2 separate regions of the Macaca mulatta genome follow, and region 2 is linked to region 1. Evidence: chromatin contacts called from public Hi-C data. All regions are on one chromosome and are shown on one strand. The core of a region is the stretch at or near the end of the contact, and the rest is flanking DNA. Distances in the headings are between cores, read along the strand shown.

Region 1 (6,915 bases), core at 1,554-4,053:
GAAAATTGTTACTGCGTATGCCATCTATCCTTGAAGTTTCTCCACATGAAAGCCATCTATCTTTCAAAAAGGCAGCTTGCACATGAAGACTCATGGGTATTCAAAAACAGTTGTTTTCAAAACCATCTTTTCAATGAACAATTATTTGTCAATTATTAACCTCCTCAGGAGTTCTTTCTTAGCCATAAAGATAACTTTTATCAATTGAGCACTAACACTATACCCTTTACAAAACCAGAAAGGAAAAAATATTTGCTAAAAATACAAAGATTCACGCTGTAAGTCCCAATTCTTTATTCAAAACCCTGAGGGCCAGTTGTGTTTAGAATTCGTATTTTTTTTTTATTTTTAGAAGGGGAGTACTTTGCATGTATCCTGCAAATATTGGGTGCAATAACAAAACATAATACTTCTGCAGCAAAAGATATAAACAGTCACACTAAATGAGACACACAAAAACCGTAAGTAGCCTCAGGACAGATTAAGACAGGTTTGCCGCCAAACAGGTTACTAAAAAAAATGTACATTTTCAAGAAACTCCTGGTATTCAGGAAATTAAGAAAGAAGACAGGCCGGGCGCGGTGGCTCAAGCCTGTAATCCCAGCACTTTGGGAGGCCGAGATGGGCGGATCACGAGGTCAGGAGATCGAGACCATCCTGGCTAACACGGTGAAACCCCGTCTCTACTAAGAAATACAAAAAATAGCCGGGCGAGGTGGCAGCGCCTGTAGTCCCAGCTACTCGGGAGGCTGAGGCCGGAGAATGGCGTGAACCCGGGAGGCGGAGCTTGCAGTGAGCTGAGATCCTGCCACTGCACTCCAGCCTGGGCTACAGAGCGAGACTCTGTCTCAAAAAAAAAAAAAAAGAAAAAAAAGAAAGAAGACTGGGGCCCTATTTCAAGGCACCAATATTATTCCTGCATTTAGTGAGCCTTAACACACATACCACCGGCTGGGCGCGGTGGCTCATGCCTTCAATCCCAGTACTTTGGGAGGCCGAGGCGGGTGGATCACCTGAGGTCAGGAGTTCAAAACCAGCCTGACCAACATGGTGAAATCCTGTCTCTACTAAACACACAAAAATTAGCTGGGCGTCATGGAATCCGCCTGTAATCCCAGCTACTAGGGAGACTGAGGCAGGAGAATCGCTTGAAGCCGGGAGACAGAGGTTGCAGTGAGCCGAGATCATGCCATTGCACTCCGACCTGGGCAACAAGAGCAAAACTCCATCTTAAAAAAAAAAAAAAAAAAAAAAAAAACCATACATACCACCCACCAGCTGAGATCATTTTAGGAGACATTAAAAAGCATACATTTTCAGCCTGAAAAACCTCTGTGAAGAGAAAGATTTCTACTGAAATGAGCAAGAATACCACCCAGTTTTCCAAATATCTCAAGGGTAACCTGCCAGGAAATGAGCAAGAATCACAGAAAATGTCTAAAATAAGCAAGAATCACAGAAAACAGCTAAAATGAAGGGGGAATCTTAAAAGTCACCATTATAGTCTAATTATCTAGATATTTAAAGCGTTGATGTGAGACTTGTTCCTTCCTGGCTTGATCCTGGAACTCAGCTCTTCCCTGTGGCTTTTACCAGTATACCTCCCATTGTACTCCAGAGCAGACCAACTGCTCCTTCACTTCCTTCCTGTAACACTTTGTATACACCTCCAAGCAGAGAACTTACTAGATCGTCCTAAGGTTATTCATGTCTGTTTTCTCCTATCGGGCTGTGATACCCTTAAGCCAGGGATCACGTCTAATAAATTTCTGAATCGTCAGCAACCACCGCGCAGAAAGTAATCAATAGACATTTGTTCAATTGAGTTAGATTTGTTCTATATTCTGGACCTGCCACTGCCTGAGTGGCTTGCGGCACTCCATGGACCTCCGTTAGTTCAACTGTAAGAAGTAGGGGGCCATTCCTGGGTGACCTCCTAAGTCCCTTCTAATTCTAGAAGTTTTCGGTTTTTGCCAACTGCATTTTCTAGGAGCTGTCGAACTAGCAAGTAAAGATTACCGCTTGGAGGCAACTGGCCTGAGTGGGATCCCCTGGGAGTGGGCGCCGGCTTCCCACCACCCAGTCTTCTGCTTTGTTGTGCCCCTCACCTGGAAAGTAACGAGGCCTCCAAAACCCCGCCTCTGCACCTATCAGCGTCCCCGCTCGGAAAGGCGGGGATTCGGGCCACCCAATCGAGGTCCGCCTAAGCCGCGCCCCCACAGGACAGACTGCCAACCCCGACCAATCAGGAGAGGAGGGATCGTTCTCTCCAGCCAGTGGGAGAGCGCTAGGGCCGGGGCCAGACACCGCCCCCGCACGCGGGGAGGTGACCGTTGAGCCCAAACAGGCGGCGTCACCAGCCAATCAATATGCTTCCTGACGTTTCAGCGACCAATTAATAAGAACGCCTCCGATCCAGGCAAGCAGAGGGCGGGAATAGTTGCAAGCATAGGCCGAGGCCAGGGTCGGGCCCACATTTTTCTGTTGGATATGGACAGAAGAGAGGGTGGCTGAGCAAGGTTCGGGGGAGCGGGAAGTTGGGACCCAAGCACTGTGAGGCGTGGCCAACTGCGTCACGGTGCTCAATCGACTGTCCTTAGAAACCCGCCATCCCTCCTCTCCCGTTTCTCACCTTCCTTCGCGGCATTGCCGGCGGCTGCGGCCCGACGGTTCCGATTCGGGCAGCGGCGGCAGCAGCAGCAGGAACGGTGGCTCCGGCGGGCTCCGTGGCGGCCTCTGTAGCAGTCCCAATCCTGCGGACGATCCCTAGTGCCTCCTGCCTCTCAGCGTCTGGAGCGTTCTGCGCAGGCGCCGCGGGCTGAAGCGCTTTTTCCTTCACTTCCGGCTGGGTCTCGCGTCCCCTGACGTTACGGGCCAAAGAGGGTGCTGGGAGATTAGATCCTTTTGGTGAAGCTAGTGGGCGCCATTTTGAAGTTGGGCAGAAAGTGACTCCAGTGGTGGAATCCGGGGCCAGCCATTTTTAGTTAACGCGAGTGGCGCTGTTTGTGGGCGTGGGTAGCCATTCTTGTTTGGGGCAGAAGCCTGACAGTTGATGTAAACGGTTCTCATCTTTACCTAGGGCAAAATTTCCCTTCCCGGTCGTTTTAATTTCCAGAGTCGAGGAAGGAAACCCCCCGGAATCCATCAGGTTGCTGAGATTAGATTTAACCCCTTCGTTGCCTGATTGTTTAAAGGACGTTTCCGTTTATTACATAAACTCAAAAGTTGCAGAGGGATGTTTTGTGAAAGAAACTTTGTATTTTAAGAACCATCCTGGTGCCGAAGGGGTGGGAATGGGGAATTGAAAAAGGAACTAAAGGCTAGCGTCCGCCATCAGGAAGTTTCCTGTCTGGTAGAGGAGACATTGTCCTTGCTCTTAGCTAACAGCAAGTAAGTTAGTTGATGTCGCGGGGAGGAGGCAAAACCATTCTCCAGAAGCTGCAGCTCAAAGAATTCCCAATTTAGCTCTGTGGCGAGCGCCCACTTCCTTCCCGCACTGTGTTTGGGTTTGAGACCACTGGGGGCCCTGGGGTGAAAAATGTGATTTGAAAGTGTCCCGGGAATGCAGTACCAGAGTCAGAAAAGCATTGAACCGCATTTAGCTCAAATGACCTCTGGAATCCAGATGCTTGAGGCGGAGGAAGAAGAGGGAATGTTTTTACTGAAGCTGAAGCCCCCAAAAGAATGGAAATTTGAATAATAATGAGAGGGCCTAGGAAGGAGAGGTTGGTCACTGATACTAGGCTGAAAGAAGAGCCTTAAGAAAAGGCTGGAAAGTGGAGAGCAGGCGTTGAAGATTTAACCTCTCTGGAGGAAAAGCCTTGAGAGGACCAAGTCTTGCCCAATTGCGGCTGGGTGGAACCCAGGCACGCTCAGTCATTAAGTTAGGATCCCTAACCCCAATTTCAATCTGAGGCCCCTTTAGATGGAGATTTCCCCCCGTTAAGATGGAGATTTTCCCCAGGGGCTAAAGAACAAAGTAGCAGAAGGTAAACATCTGATTGATGTGCTAAGTAAAGAACTCAAAAGAGTTAAAGTTCCAGACCCTTAGCCAGCACTCTCCTTGGGGATGTCCTGGGCCAGTGTTGACACAGGCAGCTTTTAGTATTTAATACTTAGCTTTTAGTGCTTAGTATAAATACCTTTGATAACCTACTTAGGTTGAACTGCACGTAAGAACTTACTTGAAAATGGCTCACATTACTTCTTCCTTTGTAGCCCCTCACCACTTAAGCATTTAATTTCATACCATTACTCTGTTATTTTGCACTTACTGATATGTTCCTGAGGTTACATTTGAATGTTCTGGCTCCCCAACTGGTGGTAAGAATCTCTTATATTAAGAGCATATCTCAATTATTTCATACCATCCTTCTTTTTTTTCTCTCTCTCTTCTTCTTCTTTTTTTTTTTTCTTCCTAGATAGAGTCTTGCTGTGTAGCCCAGGCTGGAGTGCAATGGTTGAATGTCAGCTCACTGCAAGCTCCGCCTCCTGGGCTCAAGGGATTCTCTTGCCTCAGCCTCCCAAGTAGCTGGGACTACAGGCGTGTGCCATCACACTCGGCTTATTTTTTGTAGAGACAGAGTTTCACCATGTTGCCCAGGCTGGTCTTGAACTACTAAGCTCAGGTGATCCGCCTGTCTCGGCCTTCCAGAGTGCTGGGGTTATAGGTGTGAGCCACCACTCCCAGCCATACCAGCCTTTCTTTTTTTTTTTTTTTTTTTGAGACAGAGTTTTGCTCTTGTTGCCAGGCTGGAGTGCAATGGCACAATCTTGGCTCACAGCAACCTCCGCCGCCCGGGTTCAGGCGATTCTCCTGCCTCAGCTTCCCGAGTAGCTGAGATTACAGGCGCCCACCACCACGCCTGGCGAATTTTTGTATTTTCAGTAGAGACAGTGTTTCTCTATGTTGGTCAGGTTGATCTTGAACTCCCAACTTCAGGTGATCCACCTGCCTCAGCCTCCCACAGTGCTGGGATTACAGGCATGAGCCACCCTGCCCGCCCCTTACCATCCTTTCTAGTGGTGCTCAAACCTTGTTCTTCCCACAGTAAATTCTTGCTGCTCAGTAAGAATATCATTACTGTTTTACAGTCCCTGAATGTATAGCACTCAGAGATGGTGAAGTTACCCTCCCTGGAAATTAGTGTTTTAGAATAAGATCTTATCCTGACTCGCATCCATCACACAAATACCAGCATTACAGGAGTTAGTCGTTAGTTAATTTCTTACACTAGATTCCCTAAGACTGCAGCTGATGCTAAAGAGTTTACAGTTTCATTTAGATATGATTCTTGTCCTTGGAAAATGTACACTCTGGCAGAAAGATGAAAAAACTAACACCAGTAGGATAGAAACATGATCATAAGGAAAAAAATGTGTATAGTACTTGAAAGTAGACCAGCTAGGTATATTTAGAATGGGGAAGGGGAGGATGTTAAAAGCTTATTCCTTCTTCCTTTCTTTTTTTTAAACCAAATATAACATTTACTTTGAGGGTCATGCTCATCACAACACAATTAGCTTTCCAAGCAGGAACTGATGTTGATTTCAAAGCCTCTGACAGGTTGCCCCTTGGCCATCCTCAACCACCAGACTTCACCATTGACACTCTGGACAGTTCTCCTTGCCTTTCTATTTTCTTAGACTTTACTTCCTGCCTGGATACATCTCCTAACCCTCTTTAAATTTTTATTTATTTATTTTTATTTATTTATTTTTTGAGACGGAGTCTTGCTCTGTCACCCAGGCTGGAGTGCAGTGGCACAATCTCAGCTCACTGCAAGCTCCGCCTCCCGGGTTCATGTCATTCTCCTGCCTCAGTCTACCCAGTAGCTGGGACTGCAGGCGCCTGCCACCACGCCCTTCTAATTTTTTGTATTTTTAGTAGAGACAGGGTTTCACTGTGTTAGCCAGGATGGTAAAATTGTATTTTTTCAGAAAATCTTTTCTGATTCATTCTTTGTAAGGTAGTAGGGCATAATGATACGTTATTTTGCACTTAACTGCTGGATTTGTTATTTTCCTTGTACAGTTTGCTAGATAATTCTGTTCATTTCCCTTCCCAAATAGATAATAGAAACATAAATAAATCATGTTTATTGTATCATCAGCTCTACTAGTGTCCAGTACAAGGCTTTGATGTCAGATCTGAATTTTAATCTCAGCTCTGCTGCTTCCTACCTGCATTACTCTTGGACAAGTTTTTGTTTTTGTTTTTTGTTTTTTAAGAGATAGGGTCTCACTCTTGTCACCCAGTCTGGAGTACAGTGGCACAATCATAACTCACTGCAACCTTGATCTCCTGGGCCAAGCGATCCTCCCACGTCAGCCTCCCAAGTAGCTAGGACTACAGGTATACACCACCATGCCTGGCTAATTTTTAAATTATTTGTAGAGATAAGATCTTGCTACATTGTCCAGACTAGTCTTGAACTCCTGGCCTCAAGCCAAATCCTCCCACCTCAGCCTCCCAAAGCACTGGGGTTACAGGCAGGAGCCATGCCCGGCCTTGGACAAGTTTTAAATTTGTTTGTGTCTCAGTTTTCTCACCTGTGATGTGGGGACATTAATAGCCACCTCACAAGGTTGTAAGGAATAAAGGAGATGAGTGTTGTAAAGCACTTTGCACAGTTCCTGACATAGAGTAATTGCTCAATAGCTGGCTATTGTTATTTTTATTTCCAGTCACTCTAGTCATGGCTATAACATTCTAATGTTAGTGACTATATCTTTACATGGTCTCAGTGATTGTTTGCTTTTATCTGTTCAACCTCTTTAACTCTGTTCAACCTCTGTTCAACCACTTTAACTGAAGACACACAGAGTGATTACCCAGGCATTAATCACCCAGGTACCAGGCACTGAGTTACACCCCATGGACAAAACACCATCTTTCCCCTAAAGGAGCTTAGA
Region 2 (7,673 bases), core at 726-3,225, 82 kb after region 1:
CCCTTCGAGCCATGGCAGCGCACCCCACCATCAGAAGAGTCTGTGCTTTTCCAGAGCTCCCTGATGGTCTGAAGGTCCCATCCCTGCCCCACTTTACCATAGAGACCAGTGCCTTGGTGGCAGGTCCCTCCCCAGGTCCCCTGAGATGGGGTATGGAGGGGCCCTTCCCTCTCGGCCTTTGAGCACTTTCTTTCACTTATCGTGTCAAAGTCCTGGGTCCTCTTTTTGATGGGCACTGGCCCCTCTGAACGTGATGGGACCTGCCTTCTCCACTAGCAGCTGGGCAGCTCACAGCTCACACCTGTGTACCTGCCACATCCCTCACTTGGTGGAAAACACCCAGAAGGTCTGGAGTCCCTCACCCCTGGGTGTCAGTCCAAATGACTGTATAGGAGGCCCTTATTTTTGTCACAGAGCAAGCTGGCCATGAATGAAGGAGAGAGGACGCCACAGATTTCCTTCCCTACCTTCCAGGAGACCATAAGATAGATCCCCCATCCTCTCAGCCCTATCCCCACGCCTCCCTCTCATTAGAGGAGCTGACCAAAGCAGTCCTAATGGGCCATAACACTTGACCAATTCAGCTGCTGGCAGAGGGAGGAAACAAGTGTTTTCCCAAGTGGCATTTTCATCTCGCTTTCACCCTGACTAAAGATTGTCTTAAGTAGCAGGCCAGCCCGCCCAGCCCCAGGTGGGTAGTGGGGAGGAGAGCTGGCATTCCTCCAGGTGGCAAATGGCAAATCTATACTCTCCGCCCGCCCCAGGGCTGGATTGGATTAGAAAAATGCCTATTTTTCTTGTATCGATGTAGAAACTCTATTTTCTCCCAAAGACACTATTTTTGCAGCTGTTTGAAGTTTGTATATTTTCCGTACTGCAGAGCTTACACAAAATTGAAGAATGTTAATGTTCGAGTTTTCTTATCTTGTGTTTAGAGGTTGTTTTTTGCAGATCTTGGTGTTAATAGACCAAATAAATAAATAAATATTCCCAGCAGCTTGAAGTTCTGTTAAATATGTGGGGAAGGAGGAGAGGGGTAGAGATTAAGGGTATTATACTGATCATTTTATCTTTGTCTTCAAGAGAAGGAGCCTCAATTCCCACATCTGGGTGTTGTTATGGCTGTACACAAGAGTTCCTGTCCTCTGGACACCATGCTTGCATACTTTACATGGACATAAACAGCAGACCCATGAAAAGGCTGTCCAGAATGAAGAGTGTGGTTTGTCCTAGAGGTGGGGTGAGGCAGTCATTGGGGAAGTTAGCCATTCTTGTGTGAGTCTGAAAAAGCTCCCTAAGGAGAATGGATTTCAGAGAGGAAAAGCAGGTGACCAAGGGAAGACAGTTTGACATTGTGGGTGTTCTTTGCACTGGCTGGCACTCTCGACAGTTTGGGGGAAGCTTTGGTTCATCTCAGGGAGTACCCACAACGTAGTGTGCAGCCTTGAAGGAAACAAAGAAACTATACAAAGACACTATTCTTACCCTTTCGCAGCCTTTATAATGCTTTATAAGCCTTTATAATGCTTTATAATTTCCAAAGCATTTTCACAAAAGACATATCCCCATTGTATGGGTGAACAGTTGACTACCCCAAGGGCAGTAATAATAAGTACAATTGTATCTACCTCATAAGACCTGACAACAAACTCCTAAACCAGGCTATCCTAACCACCATTCATTGGGCTGGTAAGAACCAGCTACCATGTTAAGTGCTTTACATAAAATGTTATTGAAATATGACAACCACCCAGTAAGAGAAATATGGTAAGTCCCACTGTATAATCAGGGAAGGACAAATAGATTGAATAACTTTCCCCAAAAGACACAGATATGAAGTGGGGTAGCTAGGATTGGAAACCTGATCATTTGAATCCAGTGCTCATGTTTCTAACCACAGCGCTCTCCTGCTTGTTATTATATTCCCATTAATTTCACATGAGGAAACTTGACTCAGAGGACAAGGACAAGGGAATTGTTTGAGGTCCCAGCTGGTAAAGAAGCAGAGCTGGCAGGTCTCTCCGACCAGCTATTTGGTGCCCTGGCATCGCGGGCTGAGCCAATAGAGTAAGCTACTGAGCAAGAGAGCAAATGTATGGGGATTCCCATGCCACTAATATCGAGGAGACAGTGGGCTGGGGACAGACCCTATCTTCTATCCCTTACCCCTCCCTCTAAAAGACTTCTGGCTCCCCCGCAAAGCCTTAGTGAGTCAGGCCCAGAGCAACGGGTGTGGTGCTGCCCAGTATTTCCTTCCTTTGCCCGAGGCTGTGCCAAAAGAGCAGGCTGCTAGAAGAGAAGGAGCCTCGACCTAGAGAGCAGCCCAGAGTCCACCTGGTGGCCGGAGATTTGGGCCAGTTAAGTAGGGGGTTGGAGGTAGTAGTGGGAAGACCTTAGGTCAGTCTTGCCCTGGCAATTCGTGCCAGCAAGTGGAGACCCAACACTTGCATGAGGAAGGGATCCAACGAGGTGCTCATTAATGGGAAATATTCAGAAGCGCGGCCGAAGGGTTTAAGCCATTGTTGGTGAGTTAAGACTTGGAAGAAAACTGACTTCAGTGAACTTCCATTTCCACTCCTCGATATGAGGAAATAAGATCAGGGCTGAGAAACAGTGATGACTAATAATACCTTAAACTTGCACAGCATACTTTACAAAACACTTTCACCAACTTCAATTCATTCGATCCTCACAACAGTCAAGAGGCGACAAGGTGGCTATTGCTAATTATCCCTAGTTTCCAGACCTGGAAAACTCTGGCTCAGAACTTGGGTGACACGGGTAGGTTACCCCGCCTTTAAGTGACCAAGCCGAGACTTACTGTGCCGCTCTCCCCCTTGGAAGCCTAGTGAAGTGCCTAGGTAATGAGCAGGTAAAGTCGCTGACGCTAGGCAGCAGCTAGACGGCGCTGAGGCTCCAGTAAGAGATTTTGGCATTAGGACCCAGCAGAAGCCTGGCCGCCCGCCGCGGAAAAGACTATTGGATTTGCTGTGCCGGCCGCACCTCCTCCTGTCCCGCCTACCCGTCCGAGTTCGCACAGCGCAGCCAATTGGTGGCCTCCACATCCCTATACGTCATTATTCTACGCCCGGGTGGCTCTAGGACACCCTGTGGTGCTCTGGATCGCAGTTGTCCTCAGAGTTGCCTGATTGGAAAAATCTCCAGGTCGAGAAAATGGTCTCGAGGCTGCCGGTTCCCCTGGCCCTCAGGGATGGAGCCAAGGTCCCAGGGCGGGTTTTCTTTCCTAGGAAGTGGTTGGTGCGTTCTGAGGAGTTTCCCCTTTGGCAGCCCTGAGCTGGCAGTTCCGGTAGTGACTGCTGGGCCCTGCTGGACGGCGGTCGCATGCAGCTCCTATGAGGCCTCTGCCGCCGGTCGGCGATGTCCGGCTGGATCTGTCGCCTCCGCCGCCGCTGCTGCCGGTGCCGGTTGTGAGCGGGTCTCCAGTCGGCTCCTCCGGGCGTCTCATGGCCTCTAGCAGCTCCCTGGTGCCCGACCGGCTGCGCCTGCCGCTCTGCTTCCTGGGTGTCTTTGTCTGCTATTTTTACTATGGGATCCTGCAGGAAAAGATGTGAGCGACCCCGGGGGCGGGCCGACATTCTCTCCCCAGTCTGTGACAGGGGTCCCGGGCCTTCTGCCTCTGGACCTTCTGCCTCTTGTCCTCCTGCCCGGCTGTCGCCCTCTTAGCACCCCACTACTTTTGCAGCTATGGCTGAACCTACCCAGAATTCCAGAACTCCAGGGTTATTTTCTGGATTCTTTGGACTTGGTTTTTCTTTTCTTAGCTGTTTTTCCCTGCTTGGTTCTAAGAGCCTGCGTTTTACAGGCTGAGACTTCTACCCCTCAAAGAGGACCCGAGTCGGCCCCCTTTTGGTACTCCCAGATGCTTGCAAACAACCTATTCGCCCTCGGCCTTGGTGCTGTAGCCCAAATACCGTCTCCTCCTGCCTGGGGTACCTGACTTCACTATCTCGTTTTGCATGTTTCCTCTCCGTCTTTTTCGGGTATTCTTTCCTTAGGCTATGGAATCAGTAGGCTGGAATGTCTAGTTTCTAGATCCAGTAAAATCAGCCCCTTTTGCAGATGAGCCTAGTGGTCCTTACAAACTCTCCCTACATCCAGAGAGGCAAGATAATTTTAAAGTTTTCAGTGGTTCTGGATATATTAGATGACAGTGACTGAAATATACTAATTTTCCTCTCTTTTGTCACGCATTTCATTTCTAGAACAAGAGGAAAGTATGGAGAGGGAGCCAAACAGGAGACGTTCACCTTTGCCTTAACTTTGGTCTTCATTCAATGTGTGATCAATGCTGTGTTTGCCAAGATCTGTGAGTACCTAGATAGTAATTTGTTGGGTACCCCATCACCCCAAGTTCCTTCAGTATGCTAGGCATTAAACATTGATTCAACCTTAAAGGCTAACTCATGATCTCCACCTCATTTTGTACTCACACAGCCTCTCTGTGAAGTCTGTAAAACTAATGACTTTGAAGTGGAGTAAAATATTATTTCCCCAATTTTTATCAACTTCTGAGTTAGAAATGTTCAGAGAATGGGTCTTCTGTATTCCAAATCCCCATTGAAAATACTTGAAACATTTTTTTCTTTCCCTTTGAGTTTCTTTTGTGTGTCAGCTTCAAGCATGCTTTGAGCATTCTCTCTTTGTTCCCTGGGGACTAGCAGCAGGGCTGACTGGTCCCTTGAACTGAATGAGGCCCTCACCTCCACCCTGCATGTGGTCTTTTGTTGGGCTTAGGCAGAATTGGAAAGATGAATAATTTTCAGAGATTTCCCAGTGTAAGAGGACAGAAATAGCTTGTGTCTTATTTGACAGACAAGTTCCTTTCATGTGGCTTCAGCTTTGCTTAGTGGTCCATCCTAGCCCCACCAGGTTTCTCTTGTTTTTTTTTTTTTGTCTTTTCTTTTTTTTTTTTTTTGTCTTCTCCCAGTGATCCAGTTTTTTGACACTGCCAGGGTGGATCGTACCCGGAGCTGGCTCTATGCTGCCTGTTCTATCTCCTATCTGGGTGCCATGGTCTCCAGCAACTCAGCACTACAGTTTGTCAACTACCCAACTCAGGTGAAACCTCAGGGTGGGATGACGGTTGGCTCAGATATCATTTGAAAAGGACTAAGAGTTCTTCCCTCAGGTCTGTGAGTTAAAAAATAATAATAAAAAATAACGGTCCTTGAGACATTAGGAGTGTATAGAACCATAGAACTTGGGTTTAGTGGTAGTGGGTTGGGCCATGATAGGGCTGCTTTCTGAGGCTGAAGTCTCTGGTGCAGGCCCTGTGCTTACTCATCTTAATCAGTGTGGTACCTAGCAGAGTACCTGACACATCACAGATGCTCAGAAATTATTTGCTGGATTTAATTTCAGGTCCTTGGTAAATCCTGCAAGCCAATCCCAGGTAAGCAAAAAAGATGGTCTTCCTCTTCTGTCATCTCTCTTCCTATAGTAAGCTCTCTCTACTACAACTGTGTCCCTCTCAGCTTCATCATCCCATTATGGCTGTCTCCAGGGACTTTCCCCCAGCTCTCTCTGCTGTCCATCCTGTCATCTGTGTCACTTCTTGTGATGTTCATAGGCTGGTAATCCTTAATAGGAGCTAAAGGCTGACCTAGCCTGCTTCACTTGGTCAGCCATTTCTATGTTGCATGTGTGTACATTGTCATTAGAGAAACCTAATTCCCATTTTGATCATCAGTTTCTTTGTCTCAACTTATTTTCCTTCTCCACTGTTCCCCACCCTTGCCCTGTCCCTTCCTGGACTTTTCACCTTTGTTCTCTACCTCCTCCCTGTCTTATACTTAACCCTGTTGCTCAATCCTTATCTAGGTGCCAGCCTGGCACCCTCCTTTTGTCCTCTCTAAGCCTTCCTTCTTAGTCATTCTTTTCTCCCTGAGTCTTTTCCTGGTTCCTGGGAGAGAGGGTATTGGGGTCATCGATGCCTTATGGATGCCTGAATTTTCCACTCTGTTTTTTCCCTGTAGTCATGCTCCTTGGGGTGACCCTCTTGAAGAAGAAGTACCCATTGGCCAAGTACCTGTGTGTCCTGCTAATTGTGGCTGGAGTGGCCCTTTTCATGTACAAACCCAAGAAAGTTGTTGGGATAGAAGAACACACAGTCGGTTATGGAGAGTTACTCCTGGTATGAGATCCTTTTGGGGATGGCAGCCTTCTCCAGCAAACATAACCAAAAGATAGCCTCACCTAGGCAGGCAGAAGGCCAGTTATGTGTCAAGGGAGGTTGTGGTGCTCCTTGTCCCCATATCTGGTCTTTGCTGCAGGCCCCTGGTTCTGTTAATGCCATAGTGGGAAACCTGAAATATTTAACTACAGCTCAGCCCTCATTCTGGAGAAGAGATAACTCTGAGGGTTGTGGCTGAATCCTGGTGTGAAGTCACAGAGACCTCAGAGCAGGGAGGGAAGGAATAGTGTCTCTCACTGTGGCTTTCCAAGAAATCTGGAAGCCAGAGTTTAAAATAATATGATAGTATCTGGTGTGTATGCATTAGGCACTGTTCCAAGTGTTTTACATGTTAATTGACTAATTTTTACAACAATAATCTCATATGTAGTATTATCTCCATTTTACAGATGAAGAAACTCAGCACAGAGAGGTTAACTCGCTTGCCCATGGTCATTTAGCTATTTAAGTGGCAGAGTCAGGATTCCAGTCCAGGCAACCTAAGTACAGGATCCAGTCTCTGGAGCACTGTACTCCAAGCTAGGAAACTAACCTGCTGGGACTACCTTTCCCCTCCCTTATGTTGGGCAGTGAGCTTCCTGCTCTACTCTGATTACAAAATCACTACATAGCTCAGTTAGCCTGTCAGTCCAGTGCCTGGGCCGGGGGAGGAGAGGGTAGGGGAGGCAGTCAGCATGGTCTCTCCCCACCTTCCACCTGTGACCAAATGTCAACATTTTGTTCTGAGGACTTTAAAGGGAGTGGCTTTCCGAGGAGGCTGAGAGTGAGAATCCTGTGTCCTGGGTTAGGAAAGGGCCCTGTTGGCCACTTCACTGCAGGCTGCACCCTTTCTTTCCCAGCTATTATCGCTGACCCTGGATGGACTGACTGGTGTTTCCCAGGACCATATGCGGGCTCATTACCAAACAGGCTCCAACCACATGATGCTGAACATCAACCTTTGGTCGACATTGCTGCTGGGAATGGGTGAGAGCCAGTTCTGCTGTTCTTCCCATGTATCACCAGAGGGCAGGCTGCCCTCATCCTTTTGATACCTCTAGCTGTTAGTTGCCCAGACCAAGGACCTGAATTAGTTCCAAGATGCCCTTTTGTTCAAGCCCTTGAGAAACCTTCCTGGAAAAACCTACACCAGCAGGATTTGTTTGCTACTTGTTACTGGCACAATGAAGGAGAGTCGTGTGTCAGGTGTCACGGGAAGACACTCAGTAGTAAAACACAGGGAGATACCTGGGAACGTTCCCTTTCGTGAAGGAAATGAGACACGTAGTGCTCACAGGAAACAGAGTTAGCTGTACACTGAAAACAGTTCAAATGTGAATGGATTTGCTTTGAAATCAGTGCTTCCTAACTTTTCAAATTTGGGCATATGTAGAAAGTATTTTTTGTACAGCACACTGGGGTTAATAGTGGAGGCTGCTGATGACTGGAGGTGACTAATGCAAGGGGCTTCCTTAAGCTG

Evidence for each region. Hi-C and Micro-C count contacts between places; a contact is called where the count stands out from the background.
Region 2: a Hi-C map of fetal cortex germinal zone shows a contact between it and region 1, with 3 times the contacts expected there. The contact joins the promoter of SLC35B1 here to the promoter of KAT7 in region 1. A contact is called at or near these places in 7 of 14 Hi-C or Micro-C datasets (CD4 T cells, blood, cortical neurons and 3 more).

The regions. Positions count from the first base shown.
Region 1 is chr16:60,216,406-60,223,320 of T2T-MMU8v2.0, forward strand. KAT7 (lysine acetyltransferase 7) reads right to left here and starts at 2,804. Exons shown (of 12, transcript XM_077971234.1): 1 at 2,633-2,804. The coding sequence starts at 2,647. It overlaps FAM117A (family with sequence similarity 117 member A), which reads left to right and starts at 2,317. Exons shown (of 8, transcript XM_077971239.1): 1 at 2,317-2,419.
Region 2 is chr16:60,299,663-60,307,335 of T2T-MMU8v2.0, forward strand. It overlaps SLC35B1 (solute carrier family 35 member B1), which reads left to right and starts at 1,976. Exons shown (of 9, transcript XM_077971248.1): 1 at 1,976-2,525; 2 at 4,224-4,327; 3 at 4,974-5,079; 4 at 5,383-5,413; 5 at 5,997-6,154; 6 at 7,054-7,180. The coding sequence starts at 4,296. It overlaps FAM117A (family with sequence similarity 117 member A), which reads left to right. Exons shown (of 8, transcript XM_077971239.1): 8 at 1-996. The coding sequence ends at 72. It overlaps LOC144335606 (a long non-coding RNA gene), which reads right to left and starts at 2,958. Exons shown (of 2, transcript XR_013406554.1): 1 at 2,822-2,958.